Regions from separate parts of the Mus musculus genome. Here regions 1, 2, 3 and 4 are each linked to region 5. Evidence: chromatin contacts called from public ChIA-PET, Micro-C and promoter capture Hi-C data. All regions are on one chromosome and are shown on one strand. Each heading gives the region's core, a stretch centred on a gene start, on an enhancer-like site or on the middle of the called end of the contact. The rest is flanking DNA. Distances are from core to core; before and after follow the strand shown.

What was found. Promoter capture Hi-C pulls out the DNA fragments that hold promoters and counts their contacts. A called contact is a pair of places that touch in the nucleus more often than the background predicts. ChIA-PET counts read pairs in DNA pulled down with a chosen protein or histone mark.
Region 1: a contact with region 5 is called in a promoter capture Hi-C map of embryonic stem cells, with 2.8 times the contacts expected there. The contact joins the promoter of BC049987 here to the promoter of Kmt2a in region 5. A contact is called at or near these places in 4 of 39 promoter capture datasets (the C10 cell line, embryonic stem cells and liver), 1 of 484 Hi-C or Micro-C datasets (B cells) and 3 of 9 other capture datasets (adipose tissue, liver and pancreatic islet).
Region 2: a contact with region 5 is called in a Micro-C map of embryonic stem cells, with 2.1 times the contacts expected there. The contact joins the promoter of Phldb1 here to the promoter of Kmt2a in region 5. A contact is called at or near these places in 5 of 484 Hi-C or Micro-C datasets (embryonic stem cells, muscle stem cells and olfactory sensory neurons), 4 of 115 datasets of contacts at active chromatin or transcription factors (embryonic stem cells and extraembryonic endoderm stem cells) and 4 of 9 other capture datasets (adipose tissue, embryonic stem cells, liver and 1 more).
Region 3: a contact with region 5 is called in an RNA polymerase II ChIA-PET map of effector CD8 T cells, with 16 read pairs. The contact joins the enhancer-like site here to the promoter of Kmt2a in region 5. A contact is called at or near these places in 1 of 39 promoter capture datasets (embryonic stem cells), 3 of 484 Hi-C or Micro-C datasets (B cells and embryonic stem cells), 1 of 115 datasets of contacts at active chromatin or transcription factors (effector CD8 T cells) and 3 of 9 other capture datasets (adipose tissue, liver and pancreatic islet).
Region 4: a promoter capture Hi-C map of hematopoietic stem and progenitor cells shows a contact between it and region 5, with 2.0 times the contacts expected there. The contact joins the enhancer-like site here to the promoter of Kmt2a in region 5. A contact is called at or near these places in 1 of 39 promoter capture datasets (hematopoietic stem and progenitor cells), 2 of 484 Hi-C or Micro-C datasets (both in embryonic stem cells), 2 of 115 datasets of contacts at active chromatin or transcription factors (effector CD8 T cells and extraembryonic endoderm stem cells) and 3 of 9 other capture datasets (adipose tissue, liver and pancreatic islet).

Annotation. Positions count from the first base shown.
Region 1 is chr9:44,670,814-44,673,513 of GRCm38.p6, reverse strand. It overlaps BC049987 (cDNA sequence BC049987), which reads left to right and starts at 1,254. Exons shown (of 2, transcript NR_165440.1): 1 at 1,254-1,372; 2 at 2,241-2,700. Treh (trehalase (brush-border membrane glycoprotein)) reads right to left here and starts at 281. Exons shown (of 15, transcript NM_021481.3): 1 at 174-281. The coding sequence starts at 253.
Region 2 is chr9:44,733,757-44,736,490 of GRCm38.p6, reverse strand. Phldb1 (pleckstrin homology like domain, family B, member 1) reads left to right here and starts at 1,293. Exons shown (of 22, transcript NM_153537.4): 1 at 1,293-1,366.
Region 3 is chr9:44,690,341-44,693,082 of GRCm38.p6, reverse strand. All of the region lies in intron 20 of Phldb1 (pleckstrin homology like domain, family B, member 1), which reads left to right. Among named protein-coding and RNA genes, the nearest start is that of Treh, 18 kb to the right of the region's middle. Within about 2 kb of position 1,287, at least 134 of the 459 cell types and tissues checked have an H3K27ac peak or open chromatin away from gene starts, as enhancers often do. A contact at or near this core is called in adipose tissue, effector CD8 T cells and liver, where this site is marked.
Region 4 is chr9:44,708,330-44,711,029 of GRCm38.p6, reverse strand. Phldb1 (pleckstrin homology like domain, family B, member 1) reads left to right here. Exons shown (of 22, transcript NM_153537.4): 9 at 1-107. Among named protein-coding and RNA genes, the nearest start is that of Phldb1, 26 kb to the left of the region's middle. Within about 2 kb of position 1,264, at least 126 of the 459 cell types and tissues checked have an H3K27ac peak or open chromatin away from gene starts, as enhancers often do. A contact at or near this core is called in adipose tissue, embryonic stem cells, hematopoietic stem and progenitor cells and 2 more, where this site is marked.
Region 5 is chr9:44,879,868-44,882,701 of GRCm38.p6, reverse strand. It overlaps Kmt2a (lysine (K)-specific methyltransferase 2A), which reads left to right and starts at 1,413. Exons shown (of 36, transcript NM_001357549.2): 1 at 1,413-1,853. The coding sequence starts at 1,428. It overlaps Gm39326 (a long non-coding RNA gene), which reads right to left. Exons shown (of 4, transcript XR_870694.3): 2 at 1-2,834.

The sequences.
Region 1 (2,700 bases), core at 5-2,504, 210 kb after region 5:
TTCCACCTCGTTCCAACACAGTGAGTTTGGTGTCAGGTTTTGGTCCTTCTACCCCTACAAGCCTGGTTTCTTCCTTCTTTATCCTCTGAGAGGCTGGTCCTCAGAGGGTAAGCTCTCATCCCAGCCTTCCACCCTTGTCTTCCCCCACACACACAGCTTCTCCACCTCCCTACCTCTCACAGGGTGGTGGCAGGGCCTCCTGGGACCTAAGTCCCAGCCCCAGCAGAAGCAGCAGGTGCAGCTCCCAGGTCATCCTGGGCACGGTGCCTAGAACGGAATGAGCAAACCCTGGCACCTCTGGCTTGCTGAACACGGCCTGCCTCACTTGCCTACCCAGGTCAGCCAAAGTCCAGGCTATGAGGTGTGGCCACCTGAGGGGGGAGATGTGTGTTTCAACTTCTTGTGGACTGCTTACCACTTCTGCCCTCCAGCTACAGTGCTCACTACCCCATCAGCCACTTTCTTCCATTTCTCAATTCTAACTGGTATTACATGCTCAGGGACTTTGCTCAGAGTTATATGGGTGGGCACCCAAGGGCCAGGGCCACAACTGAGGTCACCCAAGTATGATTTAGACACTGAGTCTGTGTGTGGCTCCCTAGTCTCTAATGCCAGAAGGGACCATTTCTTTATCACTTAAAACAGAATGGCTCAAGTCTTCTCCAAAGCTTTATCAAACTCCCTGTTATCTACAGGAGACCCTGTGAGGACACAGGACAACCTCTCGGGGATGGATCAGGAAGCCCCACCATAAGATGATGTCTGCACTGAGTCCTGAGGAATAGTCAGGAGGCCATGCCATCACATGAGACATCCAGAGACTTGGTGCAAAAGTTGTGTGACAGGCTGGAGGGACATTTTGGCACCAGTTAGTGAAGAGGTTTTGCCAAGGAGCTGGTGAAATGGCTCAGAGGTTAAGAACATTTGCTGTGAAGAGGTCAGCTCAGGAACTTTGACAAATTCCACCAGACCCCTCCCCTCCTGGAAGAGAAAGTTCATAGAGCACACAGGCACCCCATTCCTCAGACCACAGCAGGGACTAACCACTGACCACCTGCAGATAAGGGAAGCCCAGAGTACAAAGACAGACCATTGGCTGCCCCCACAGACAAGGAAAGCCCTTGCCACCCCATTCCCTAAGGACCAATCAGTTTAAAAGTCACACTGTTCTACCAATCACGTTGTGCCTAGTGGCTGTTGCTCTATTCTACCTCTGAAAGCTGTATAAAAACTGGCCAAACGGGCTGCCCAAGGTTGCTGCCTTTCCTTCAGGTGCAGGAAGACCCCAGTGTACTGGAACAATAAATTCCTCTTGCTTTTGCATCGATCCCTAGCTCCAAGTTGTTCACTGTGGCAGGGGTAGGGGTCCCAGGTAAGCTAAGGCTCGTTAGAGTCTTACATTTGGTGCATGGGCTGGGAATTCGACCTCCTGTGAGGACACACCAGAGAGCCGTGAATCAGAGGTCTCGAGCAGGTACCAAGGTTCTTTCTTGTTTGCCTTGCTGTTTGTCAAAGTCTGAGTCTGTAAGTCTGTTTGAACTTTTGGTTTGCTTGCAAGTGTCGGGGGCTTGGAGAGTTTATGGTATCTGGGGTGGTTAAGTGCAGCTGACAGACGTGCCTTAACATTGAGACTGCTGGGAATTTGGGGGATACTCCAGAGACCCTGAAGGGAACTGGGAGGGCTCCACTCCTTCTGGAAACAGCAAGACAGTATTGGCAGGAGCTGAGTCTTCCTATAATCTGGCTCCTGCTGTACTGGCAGGGACGCCTGGTTTGTCTTGGTGAGGCTGGAGCCAGCCAAGCAACTCTGCTCTGCGTCCATGGAAGGGACGAACTGTCTGTAACTGTGACCATGAAAGGGATGAACTGTGTGTTGATTGTCTTTCTCTGTGTTTGTTGGTGTTGGTTACCTCATTCTATGTTCTTGGACTTGGACTGACGACATCTTTGGACATTGGACAGACCGAATCTACCTTGTTAAACATTCTAGTTAATCACTGGAGGGAAGTTAGGAAAAGAAGAGAAGAGCAAGTTTAACTGACTCTGTTCTCAGAATGGCCCACTTTTGGAGTAAGGGGGCCACCTGTAGGGACCTTCAACTTGCAGGTGATCAAAGCAGTAGAGGAAAAAGTCTTTAGGCCAGGATCCCTGCTGCACCCAGACCAAGTGTCCTGGAAGAATCTCGTGGAGAACCCACCCCCCTTCCCCTCCCCACCGATAAAAGCCTTTCTTTCCCCAAGACCCACCTCACAGGTTCTGACTGTCGGGAAGAAAGAAGCACGGGAGGAGGGATCCGGGCCTGAGAGAAGTCAATCCTCCAAGACCCTTCGCCAGCGGATCTGTTGCTCCAAGACCCTCCTCCTCCATATCACCCTTCCCTTTCCCCCATGGCCCTGCCGGTGCTGGCTCCAGCTCTGGAATCCTCAGCCCATATAGGACCAGGGCCATTGTATCCCACTTTACCGGAGGAATGAACAGGAGGAGAACCCCAACTTCCCGGTCCTGCCATGGGGACCCAAAGTCTGAGAGCCACCTCCCCTGATACCACGGTGGCTCTCTTGCTGGGGACATATGGGCCTCTGGAAAAGGGCAATCAGGCTATGCAATATTGGCCCTTCTCTTTGGCTGACTTGTACAACTGGAAGGCCCAACCCCCCCCCCTTTCCCAAGGGGCAGATTAATGTCTTTGAGACTGTTTTA
Region 2 (2,734 bases), core at 44-2,543, 150 kb after region 5:
TTCTGTCAATGAGTGACCAAATTCCTGCAGTTCAGTCTCCTGCCATTCCTGAGAGAGAGAGAGAGAGAGAGAGAGAGAGAGAGAGAGAGAGAACACAGAACAAAAGCCACTGGAACAGAACTGGGTTTGTCCATTCCAAAGAGGACTTTCATTTTAAATTTTCTCCAACCCATCCCATCTGGACCTTAAGCCAGACTTGGGGGCTTCCTGCTTGTTCCTTCACTGAGGAAAAGCCTCTGCCAATCCTTTAGTGCAGGTTAAAGAGGCCCAGTCTAGTCTGAGTTCAGCTCCCATGAGGCCTCCCAGCCGTCTCCTGGGGCAAGAGCAGGCTTTGCAAGGTGCGGCTACACTGTCAGCTTGGATTTCGGGGTGCGGGTTGGACTGCTGAATGACTTCGCCAGGCTGGGCTTATAGACTGCCCCCCTCCCTCTTTTCTTCCTCAAACTCCCACTCTTCAGCCAACCTGGTGTCTTTCTACCCTGCCTCCAGCTCCAGCTGCAACCCAACAATTCTTTAGTGGAGGTGAATGGACAGAGGCAAAAAGGCCGGCTCCATTCAGCTTTCCTGGGTCCTGTGGTTTGCACCACACTTTTTTGTTTGTTTTTGTTTTTTGAGACAGGGTTTCTCTTGTGTAGCCCTGGCTGTCCTTGAACTCATTCTGAGACCAGTCTGGTCTCGAACTCACAGAGATCCACCTGCCTCTGCCTCCCGAGTGCTGGGAAAAAGACCACCATCATTTGGCTTACAGCACACTTTCAACGGACCTTGCCTTCACGTTCATTTCTGAAGCATGGTGTGCAATTATTAAATCGACAACTCTCTATGGTGGGGCTTGGAACAGCAAAGGGTAGGGGCTGACCTGGGTGCCCTCAGTTGATGTTCTGAAAGGAAATTGAGCATCTGTGGTAGGGCTGCGCTAGGACTCATGGGGAGTCAGGGGACGATTCAGGCATCTTGGGTAGGCGGAGGTAAATAAAGAAGTGCTTCGAGGCCCAGAGTGGAGGGTGGTCTAGGAGGGTCGGAAGGGGAGGGTGAGAGGAGAGTTTGCACGGTGGTGGCCCTGGTGGTGGTGGTGGAAAGCCCAGCTGTACAGATGAACAAAGCGGGCGCTGTGCAAGCGGGGGAGGTGCTGCTGTGGGAAAAGCTGGGTGGGGGCCTTGGGCTCCAGCACCACAAGGGCGTCTTCTCTAGCTGGCCAGGCGGACAGGACGGGATGGGGGCGGGGACTCAGGGAAGCGGGGCGGGACAGTCTCCCTCTCCTCCTACTCAGCTGGCTCCAGGGGAAAAGCAACAGAGTCTTCGCCAGCCTGAGGCCGCCGCGGCCCACTTGGGCAAAGGGGCCGGTGTCCCCCCAACTCCCCACAAGGTAAGCGTGCCCCTCCCACTATGCCTCGGGGTTCCATTCGCCGTCTGGCTGAGTCTACAGAAGGGAAAGTCCCCGGGACCAGACGAGACCAGTCTGGCCCAGCGAACTGGGTAGAAAGGTGCGGAAAAAGGGGGCCATGCCAGGTGAGTGCGTTGGCGGAAGGGGCTTTGTGGGCCGCCCTCGGCGAACTGCTTGCTCTTGCCCTCCTGAGTCGTTGCCAGCGCCACCGCCAGAGGGGGCCCTGGTATTAAGTGGAGGAATTCCCCCCCCCCAAGTCTTGCGGGATCTAGATCCTCCTGTGGGCACCCCGATGGCCAGTATCCCACACTTGCAGTCTCGGGTTGGGTACGCGCGCGGGACCTTGTCTACAGCATCGCACATGGTTCCTCTCCACATCAGCAGGACCACAGGAAGGGGGATCCCCTAGGCGTCTCCGCTCTTGTCCTCGTTCCAGCTGCCTGGATGGACTCAAAAAGATGTGGAGTTCAACTCTGAGGCGTGGGAGGGAGTCAGGGAGGGATCCTGGGGTTTCCATGTCTAGGGTCTCCTGGGCACTTTTCCAGGACCCCCGTTATCTATGAGGGTCCCCGGCGACCTGGGATGACTGAGCCGTTGGCTCCCGCTCCGCCTCCGCGGTCTGGATCCAAAAACAGCGCGGAGTTCCCCAGCCGAGGTCGAGCGCCGTCATCGGACTCCCCCGGGATGGGGAAGCGAGGGTAGGCGGCTGGGTGGGGTCGTGGGGCGCGGGGTTGCCCTGGCGCCGCGGACGCTTCCGCCCAGGCCAGCGCAGCGGGGATTTGGCTCGCGACTGCGCGGCCCGGCGGGGGACCCAGTGAGCCGGGGTGGGGCTGCATTCTGGGCCCGTTAGCTCAGCGGTCCCGGAGGCTCCCGGAGACTGACTCATCGCACTTCGGGCTCACTCCACAGCGGTCACACAAACAGAACTGGCCACTAACACGGGCGTCCGCACAGCTCCCACGCACAGCATCCCACGCCTCACCTCCGCGCACCCGCAAGACACGTCACACCGACAGTCCAGTGTCACCCCACGGGTGCACACGTGAATCCTCACATGGGCCTCGACTTCACACACTTAGTCCGCTTCACACCACGCACTCCACGCGCTGGGAAGGGTCGCCCGGGAAGACTGCTCCACTCACGCAACCTCCCCGCACGCACGCACCTCCCTCCACATGCCAGCCCCCTTCCTGCAGCTGCGAGGCCGCCCCCTTTCCCTGCTGTGCAAACAAGCGACTTTTTCTCTCTCTGCCCTGCTGAAGAAAGGCCGCTTGTCCCCGGGGCCGGACGGGCGGGGCTGCCGCAGCAGGCGACCCAACACTGCTGCCTTGTCCCACCCGGTGGCCTGGG
Region 3 (2,742 bases), core at 38-2,537, 190 kb after region 5:
TTAAGAAGCCTTCCCCAGCCGGGTGTGGTGGTGCATGCCTTTAATCCCAGCACTTGGGAGGCAGAGGCAGGTGGATTTCTGTAAGTTTGAGGCCAGCCTGGTCTACAGAGTGAGTTCCAGGACAGCCAGGACTACACAGAGAAACCCTGTCTCAAAAAAAAAAAAAAAAAAAAAGGAGAAGCCTTCCCCAGTCGACATGGGTCCTGGATGTGGAGAGACACAAGCCTGAGTGTAGCTAGAGGGACGTTGTCAGCCTGAGAAGCAGAGCCACTTCAGACACACTGGGGCTGAGATGCGTCTAGCTAGGTCCAGGGAAAAGGTTAGGCTGGGAGGCAGACCCTAGTTGAAAGTCTTGGCGTAATAATTATAGGAAATTCAGGGCCTGTCCATCAGACACTTGAACGGTTGGTACTCTGGATGCATCGGCTCATCTAATTTTTGCCAAAAGCGCTATATTGACACCTCCGTTACGTATAACGAGTTTAACAGGGCTCAGAAAGCCTTTGCCCACAGTCTCTCAGCAAGGACAAGGCCGAGGAGAGGGGAGGAGCAGCCACGAGTGGAGAAGAGGCAGGATAGAAAGCAGCAGAGGCAGAAAAGGAAGCAGGAAGCTGGCTCTGACTGTGCGCCAGGTGCTGGGCTGGCGCTTGGCAAAGGCAATCTTGGTTCATGCCTGTGAAACAAAGGAGACCACGTTTAGACGAGGAGCGGAAACAGAAGGAAGCCAGCCAAGGGAACAGACATTTGTAAGCCCAAGGTGTCACCAGCCATGATAGATACCACCAGAGGGTCAAGCAGGATGTGGCCCAAAGGCCATTTGACTCCGGGTCTGAGATTTGTGGAGAGAAGGGTTTCCACCATGCAAGCAGGCAGAAGTCAGATTGCACAAGACCAAGGATAGGTGGGCGGGACAGAGTGTACGAAGGTTGCTGTTTCCCTGTTACTATTTCCAGGGAAAGAAGAAGGGGGGCAGAGCACAATACCACTGGAGGATGGCCAGGAGGAAATGCTGAGATGGGTTTAGGGCTACACCAGGACCTGGGTGTGGCTTGCCGGTTGGACCCGCGCCCTCCTCCTTCCTACAACAGGAAAGCACATTAGATTAGCGTGGGTAAACCCCTCCAGGCGCTCACCTTACCTGGAACCGTTCCCACCCTCCTCAGCACTCCGGCAGTCATCCCTGCCTTGCTGTGTGACATCAGCCCGGAGTGTAATGCTGTAGTGACAGATGCCGAGTTCCGTGCCAGACTATGCTGGGTGCTCTGAATGGGCTCTTGCTTTTCACACCTCTTCCTTCCCTCAGATGTGGCAGAGTACTCCTGAGCTCCAAGCCACGCTGGCAAGCAACTAGGCTGTGTGCCTGTACCTCCTCGCCACGTTGTAACTTCCTAGCACAAGAGCCTAGGATCCCTTTGCAGGTGTCAGTTCCTAGGACTCAGTCATCCTGCCACGAGCAAGCGAGCGCCTGTTCTGTGCCTGGCACATAGCTGTTGCCGTTGGAGGAGGATATAGGTGTGGATGACAGAGGTTCACATTGAGTGTTGCAAGCTCTGTGCTGAGAATCTGTGGTGTCTGTTGCAGTGGCCCGCAGTGGATCTTGGTTAGGAGTTTGTGGACAGGAGGGAGATGGCCCTGGGGTGTGAAGAGCTGGGTTGCTAAGGGGACAGTGAGAATCTCAAGAGACTCCACCTAATTCAGTGTGGGGGAGGCTGCGAGGCAAGGATGTGTTGGCGGCAGTGTGAGCCAGGCACACACAGGCAGCTGGTTCCCCAAAGAGGAACCATCAGAGAAGGTTTTAAAACCCATTCCTCAACACCAGGTCAGGTGAGAGGCAGGGCTAGAGGCTAGGACAGGACCTTCAGGAGGCCGGAGGGAGGAGGGAACTGGGCCTGAAGTAACCCGGAGTGTGGGGAGTGGAGAGGGACCCATGAGAGGAGCTTACTGGTAGCTGTCACTTCTGAATTCAGTGGTTAGTATCATCCTCTCCTGGAGCTGGTGGCTGAGGGTGGCAGTTGTACCATGTGATCGGTGTTTGTAGTGGCCTGTTTCCCTTCCTCCACACCCAGTGTTCACCTCTGCTCTGACGGCTCCCCTCCCCCTCCCTCTCCCCCTCCCATTCCCTTCCCCTCCTCCCTGACCTTGAATGTTGTGTGCAATGTATATGCTCTATGCTGTTCACATGAAGGGAGTAGAATGGCCTAAAGAGCCCAGTAGGAATCAGTGTACGGCAGTTCTTCTTAGCCCCGCCCCTCAGAGGTGGGGCAAACCCCGCCCACCACGGAGCTAGCACTACATGCATCCCCAGCTCTGTGGCTGCTTCCTTCTGTGTTTTGTTTAGTTTGGTTTTTCGTTTTGTTTTAGGTTTTCCTTTTTGAGACAGACTTTCACATAGCCCAGGTTGGCCTTGAATTTGCTATGGTAATGGTAACCCGTGAACTGCTGATCTTCCTGCCTCTACTTCCCAAGTTCTGAAATTGTGTGTGTGTGTGTGTGTGTGTGTGTGTGTGTGTGTGTGTGTGTGTGCACGCACCCGTCTGGTTCTCGAGTTGTCTGAAGTGGGAGCTCTTCAACGCTGAGCAGCCCCAAGCCCTACCATGCCGGGGTTGTGTGATGTTAGGAGCCCAGGGCTTCATGTGTGCTAGGCAAGCAAGCAGCCAACTGAGTTTTACTCCTGCCTTCCTTATTTTCTTGAATAACACGAGATTCATATCTGTATAGTTCAAAATCAAAACATAAAAAGTT
Region 4 (2,700 bases), core at 15-2,514, 170 kb after region 5:
AGCGGGAGGCAGAGCGAGCCTCGCTGCAGAAGGAACAAAGGGCGGTGGACCAGCTGCAGGAGAAGTTGGTGGCCTTGGAGACAGGCATCCAGAAGGACAGGGACAAGGTAACCCATACCTGACTACCAGTGGCCCAGAAGGAAGGCAGTATCCCTTCCCTGGCGATGCACATCCCTCAGCATCCGTCCTGCAATCCGAGTGGTCTCTGTAGCCCTCTAGGGACAGGGGCCCTTGTACTCTGTGGAAGATACAAGCTTGGATGGTACTGCCGGGGGCTGGTCTGGTGTTTGGGGGTCTAGATCTCTGTGCTGCCTCTGGTTGCCTGGGTGCCTGCCGTTCTGGAACCTGTGTGGTCCTTCTAGGAAGTGCCAAAGCCCTTTCTTGGGCACTGAGCACAGCCTGAAGGACTGGTGCTGCTGGGATGGGGGGCATGACTCGGGTTTGGAGCCCACCATGAGGAGAAAGCTCCCTCCAGCATGCCTCAGGTGCTTAGGATGTGGTCTTTGGGAGATGGCCCACAGGCCTCTGTTTCCTATCATCAGGATCTGCAGCCTCCCATCCCAGATGGTCCCAGCCCTGCCCCTGACCCTTTCAGATTGAGTGCCAGTCTTCAGGGGCTGCTCCATCCCACGGGGGTTGTGCCAGCCATGTCCAAGATGCCCAACGGCGTGCCAAAAGCTCTGAAGTGGAGAGGGTTCATCTATTTCTGGATTTGACAGTATTTTTCTAAGAGGTTTAATTTTTCCTTCTGGATTATTTTTGAGACTTATCTTCCTCTTGCTCTCAATTTTGAGGATCTTAAAAATTCGTTGCTGCCCCCTTTTTATAAATGGAGCTTTGGCTCTGGCCCCCAAAACCACACTCCCAGATTCTGTGCCAGATTAACCCTATGCTTGCCGACCAGGCCTGCACTAACGCCCCCTCTAATCACTGTCCTGGGCTCTTCGCATGCCCCTAACTGCCAGGCCGCCCAGGCAGGGCTGACTTAGGCCAGCTTTACTAACTCCATGGGTACCTTTGTGCCCTTGGCCTCTCCCCTCTAATGTTGCCTTCTTTTCTTGGTGTGGGTCCCCATTATCAGAAGGGAACTGGCAGAAAGGCACAGCTAAATTTTGCTTAGTGGAACACTGACAGGAGGAGTATAAGAGTGTGTGTGTGTGTGTGTGTGTGTGTGTTTTGCGGGGAGATGTGCATGACCAAGGAGATGTTCTGCCCAAACAGCGCCTCCTACTGGAAAGGTCTGGGCTTTGCCTCCATAATGTTGCCTGTTTACTGAAGGGCAGGGATTGGAGGTGCAGTGAACTGTTTGTCCCTTCTGCTTAGCCCTCCAGAGCTGAGTAATAAGGAGGTCAGATGTGGGCACAGTCTTGGAGAGCTTGAAGAGGCCCTTTCTGAGTGGCTGGCTACCCATTCTTGCTTCCCTGAATTCAGATGTTCCTTTCCCTACCTCTACCCTGGAGGCCACCTAGAACACAGGATAATTTCAAGGCAGAAGCATCTAGACTTCAGGACTGGCTTGACCAAGGCCTTCCCTCCAGGATGGGTGGGTGAACTGGGCTGGTGCAGCACAGGGGAAAGGCATTCCACAAGCAGCTTGGCTAGCCTCACTTAGCTGAGATTGCTCCTAGGACTTTGCCTTCCCTCCGGTCCAGGTGTTTGAGGCGTGATAGTGAAGTGGTGGTGGTGGTGGTGGTGGTGGTGCTGATGCTGTTGGTGGTGTTGGGAAGGTTCTCTTGACTTTCCCGCCCAGCTTCCAGCCCATGGCCCCACTCTGGCTTTGGAATCAGTAATCACAGTGTCTCCTCTGCATGTCCTTCAGAGGGGTGACTCACCAACTCCTCCCTCGTCCCCCTTTCCGCCCTCAGAGGTGTCATCTCACCCCAGACAGAGCCATCCACCTCCTCCCTGTATCCACTCCTGGGGCTCCTATTACCATGGCAACGGGCCGAACTAATTGCAACCCTCATCCCTACTGAAGTTCAGCCTGCTTTGCTGGCACCCCACCTCCACCCTGGGCAGGAGGGGAGGGAGGCCATGGGGGTTGGGCTGGGGTCCCCTTGCTGCACTGCTGTAACTCTAACAACTTTAGCTCCACGTTTACTCCCCAGTCCTATATTTAACTCTTCCCACCATCCCCATTTTTCCCAGGGTTAAATTTTGGTCTCGGAACAGTGATAGAACTCAAGGCTTGGTACTTGCCTTCTTGCATCGGCTTTAACTTTAGTTTGAAGCGGAACCGGAAGGTCCCGTCTTAGGACCTTCCAAAACATTTCTAAAGGGACCAACATTTCCACCCTGCCCCCACACCTCTGCCTTTGTTACACCGTCCCCTGCCTGAGTCCCGTCTTAAACCTCTGTTTCTTCTCCTGCTCTCTTCCGTCTCGCTGCTTGCCCCCCAACTCCCGGTGTACTCCTGTGCTCGCCCCTGCCCCCCGCGCCGGGCCGGAGTTGAGGAGTGTGTGTTCTCTCTCCCCTGTGCCCCGCCTCCCTCCCCTCCCGCCGACCAGGAGAGGGCGGAGCTGGCCGCGGGACGGAGGCACCTGGAGGCCCGCCAGGCGCTCTACGCCGAGCTCCAGACGCAGCTCGATAACTGCCCCGAGTCAGTGCGGGAACAGTTACAGGAGCAGCTGAGAAGGGTCAGTTCCACCAGCCCCCTCCCCGGCCCCCGTGGGCCACCGCCCTGACCGAAGATAGGAGAGC
Region 5 (2,834 bases), core at 164-2,663:
GTGCGGGAGACCTGGACGGCTGCATGACCTTCCTGCGAACTCCACCTCGGCTGGGGGTTGGGGGAGATGGAGGCTGCTCCGGGTCTGCAGGCAGTGTATCGATCCCTAAGCCTCAGCCAAGGCAAATTCTTCGGGCAGCAATCTCTCCCTCCCTCCTTGGCTTTTCCATCCCCGCAGGCTTCTAACGCCTCGCTGGAGGCGCCGTCTCCCATTTCCTGCAATAAAGTAAATCCCGTGGATATTCACCCCACCATCAACCCCCGGCACTGCCCTACCCCTCTTCCCTCCCTCTCGGCTTGCTAACCCTGTGTATCATAATGCCCTACGCCGGGCTTCAAACCCCCCCCCTCCCAATCATGAGAAATGTGCTGGCGAGCCCCCTCCCTCCGTGTGCATACATTAGGGTCTGCTTTGCATGCAGCGGCAGGCTGGAAGCGGAGGAAGAAGGGGCGGGGCGCCTTTGCCCGCCTCTTCCCTCCAGGCCCTGTCCGTTAGCCACCCAGTTTCAGCTCCGTTGTAACGCCAGGTCGTTTGCGGAGCGCACGCTGTGGCTCCAACGCCTGGACTGGGAAAACACACCCCAACTCCGGAGAAGGGCACGGAAACCAGAAGCCCCTCACCTCCCTCCAGCGCACAGTGGAGCGAGGAGGTGGCAGAGGCCGACCACACGGTTGTGTGGATTTTGGAAAGAGCTCCAAGCGTGAAGATGGGAGGGGCTCCTCTTTTATTGGATTTTATTTTTTTAAGGCGCGTTCGCCGAGAGCCTTGCCATTTTGCATAGAATCAATTGGGCGACGCTTGGGTTTTGCATGGAGTACAATGGAGCTTTCTGGATTCTAGAAGCGTTCCATAAGGGCTAAGCCCGCCGCTCTCCAAAGCGGCGGAGAAGGCTCGCTCCTCCGGGGACCCAGCAGCCGCGCCGCACTGGAAGCGGTTCTCCTGGGCCGCTCAAGTCCCTGCGCGTCCCGGGAACGTGTGTAATCGGCTTCTCGGCTCTCTCGGCTGCGGGCCACCCGCTCCCTCCGCCTCCATCCTCCCGCCGCCCTCGCCCCCTCCCCCCTCTCCCCGGAACCCGCCTCCGCTCCGGGCTCCAGGGCTTCCTTCCCCCCCTCATCTTCCCTGGCGCTGCCGCTCCCGGAGGGCGGGGCATGCACTTATCCAGGTTGCCGGGCGGGAGGAGCCGGGCCCGGGGCTCGGCATAGAGCAGCGGCCTCCGGGCGGCGGAGGCGGAGGCCAGAGGCTCATATGCAGATTGCAGGGCAGGCGGGCGCCACCCGGCGCTCGGCATAGCGGGCCGCGGGGTACGGCCATCTGGGCGGCGCCAGGCGGGTTAGGCAGGTTCCGGGGCCCGCCGCTCCCCCCCCTCCGCCTCCCCGCCCCCCTGTGTTGTCGCCTCTCCCTCTCGCTGCTTCACTTACGGGGCGAACATGGCGCACAGCTGTCGGTGGCGCTTCCCCGCCCGACCCGGGACCACCGGGGGCGGCGGCGGCGGGGGGCGCCGGGGCCTAGGGGGCGCCCCGCGGCAACGCGTCCCGGCCTTGCTGCTTCCCCCCGGGCCCCAGGCCGGCGGTGGCGGCCCCGGGGCGCCCCCCTCCCCCCCGGCGGTGGCGGCGGCGGCGGCGGGAAGCAGCGGGGCTGGGGTTCCAGGGGGAGCGGCCGCCGCCTCAGCAGCCTCTTCGTCGTCCGCCTCGTCTTCGTCTTCGTCATCGTCCTCAGCCTCCTCAGGGCCGGCCCTGCTCCGGGTGGGCCCGGGCTTCGACGCGGCGCTGCAGGTCTCGGCCGCCATCGGCACCAACCTGCGCCGGTTCCGGGCAGTGTTTGGGGAGAGCGGCGGGGGAGGCGGCAGCGGAGAGGTAAGGGGGCGAGGAACCCCAAGGTCCGGGGTCTCGACCCTCTGAAGAACCCCTCCCCTCCCCCATGCAGGTCTGAGGAGCATCCCAATTCTGGAAACATCCTGGGGTCCCTAACGTGGGGCAAATGGCCCTCCCATCTCAGGACCCCCGTTATGGGCTGCAGACCCCCAGGCGCCCTTACCCGAGGGCTCAGACCCTTCTAGTTGAGGGCCTTTAGCCCCCGTCCCGCCTTCTTCCCCTGGACCCTTCCCCAAATCCCTTGGCACAGACCCCCTTGCGGGGGTTTCCCATCCCGGGACTGAACCCCTCCTCCCTTTCACAGATTACCTCATCCGAGCCAGATTCCTCCCTCCCTCTGCCAGAGACCTGATCCCGCCACATCTCCGCCTCCTTCCCTGGGCAGATGTGTTACTCCTAGGGCAGTCTTCCCCCTTGGACATCTCTCGGGTGGTGGCTTCATCCAGAGCCAGGTTCTTATCCTGGCCCTTGGGAAATCCAGGTCCCTTCCTGCACCTTGCTTCTGAAAACCTGACCAACCCTCCCTCCCTCCCCAGCCAGGTCTTCACCTTGCCAGTCACTCCCCCTTGTCTCACCTCTACCACCAGCCCACTCCCACCTCCTGCACACCAGGCCTCCTCGTTCCGCCCTACCCCTCGGGGAAAGCTTTCTCTCTACCTTGTCGTTCTCATCTCTCCTGCGAAGATAACAGTGCTCTCCCCAGCGTTGTCTCTTTCCTCATCTTCCAGGGCTACGTTTCCTAGGCTGCTGGTGTCAGGGATTTACCTCCAACTCCACCCCTTTCCCTCCTTTAGAGGAAGGACCAGAGGTGTGTTCGAGGGAAAATGGTCCAGTGTTCCCCTAGGCTTGGAGCAGAGCTACTTTCTAGCATTCTCCTTGAGAGGAGCAGGGTTTCTCTCCAGCTCTTGAGAAAGGGGGCCCCGGTGAGGGGTGATGTTTGTGGGGGAACTAGGACTGCATCCT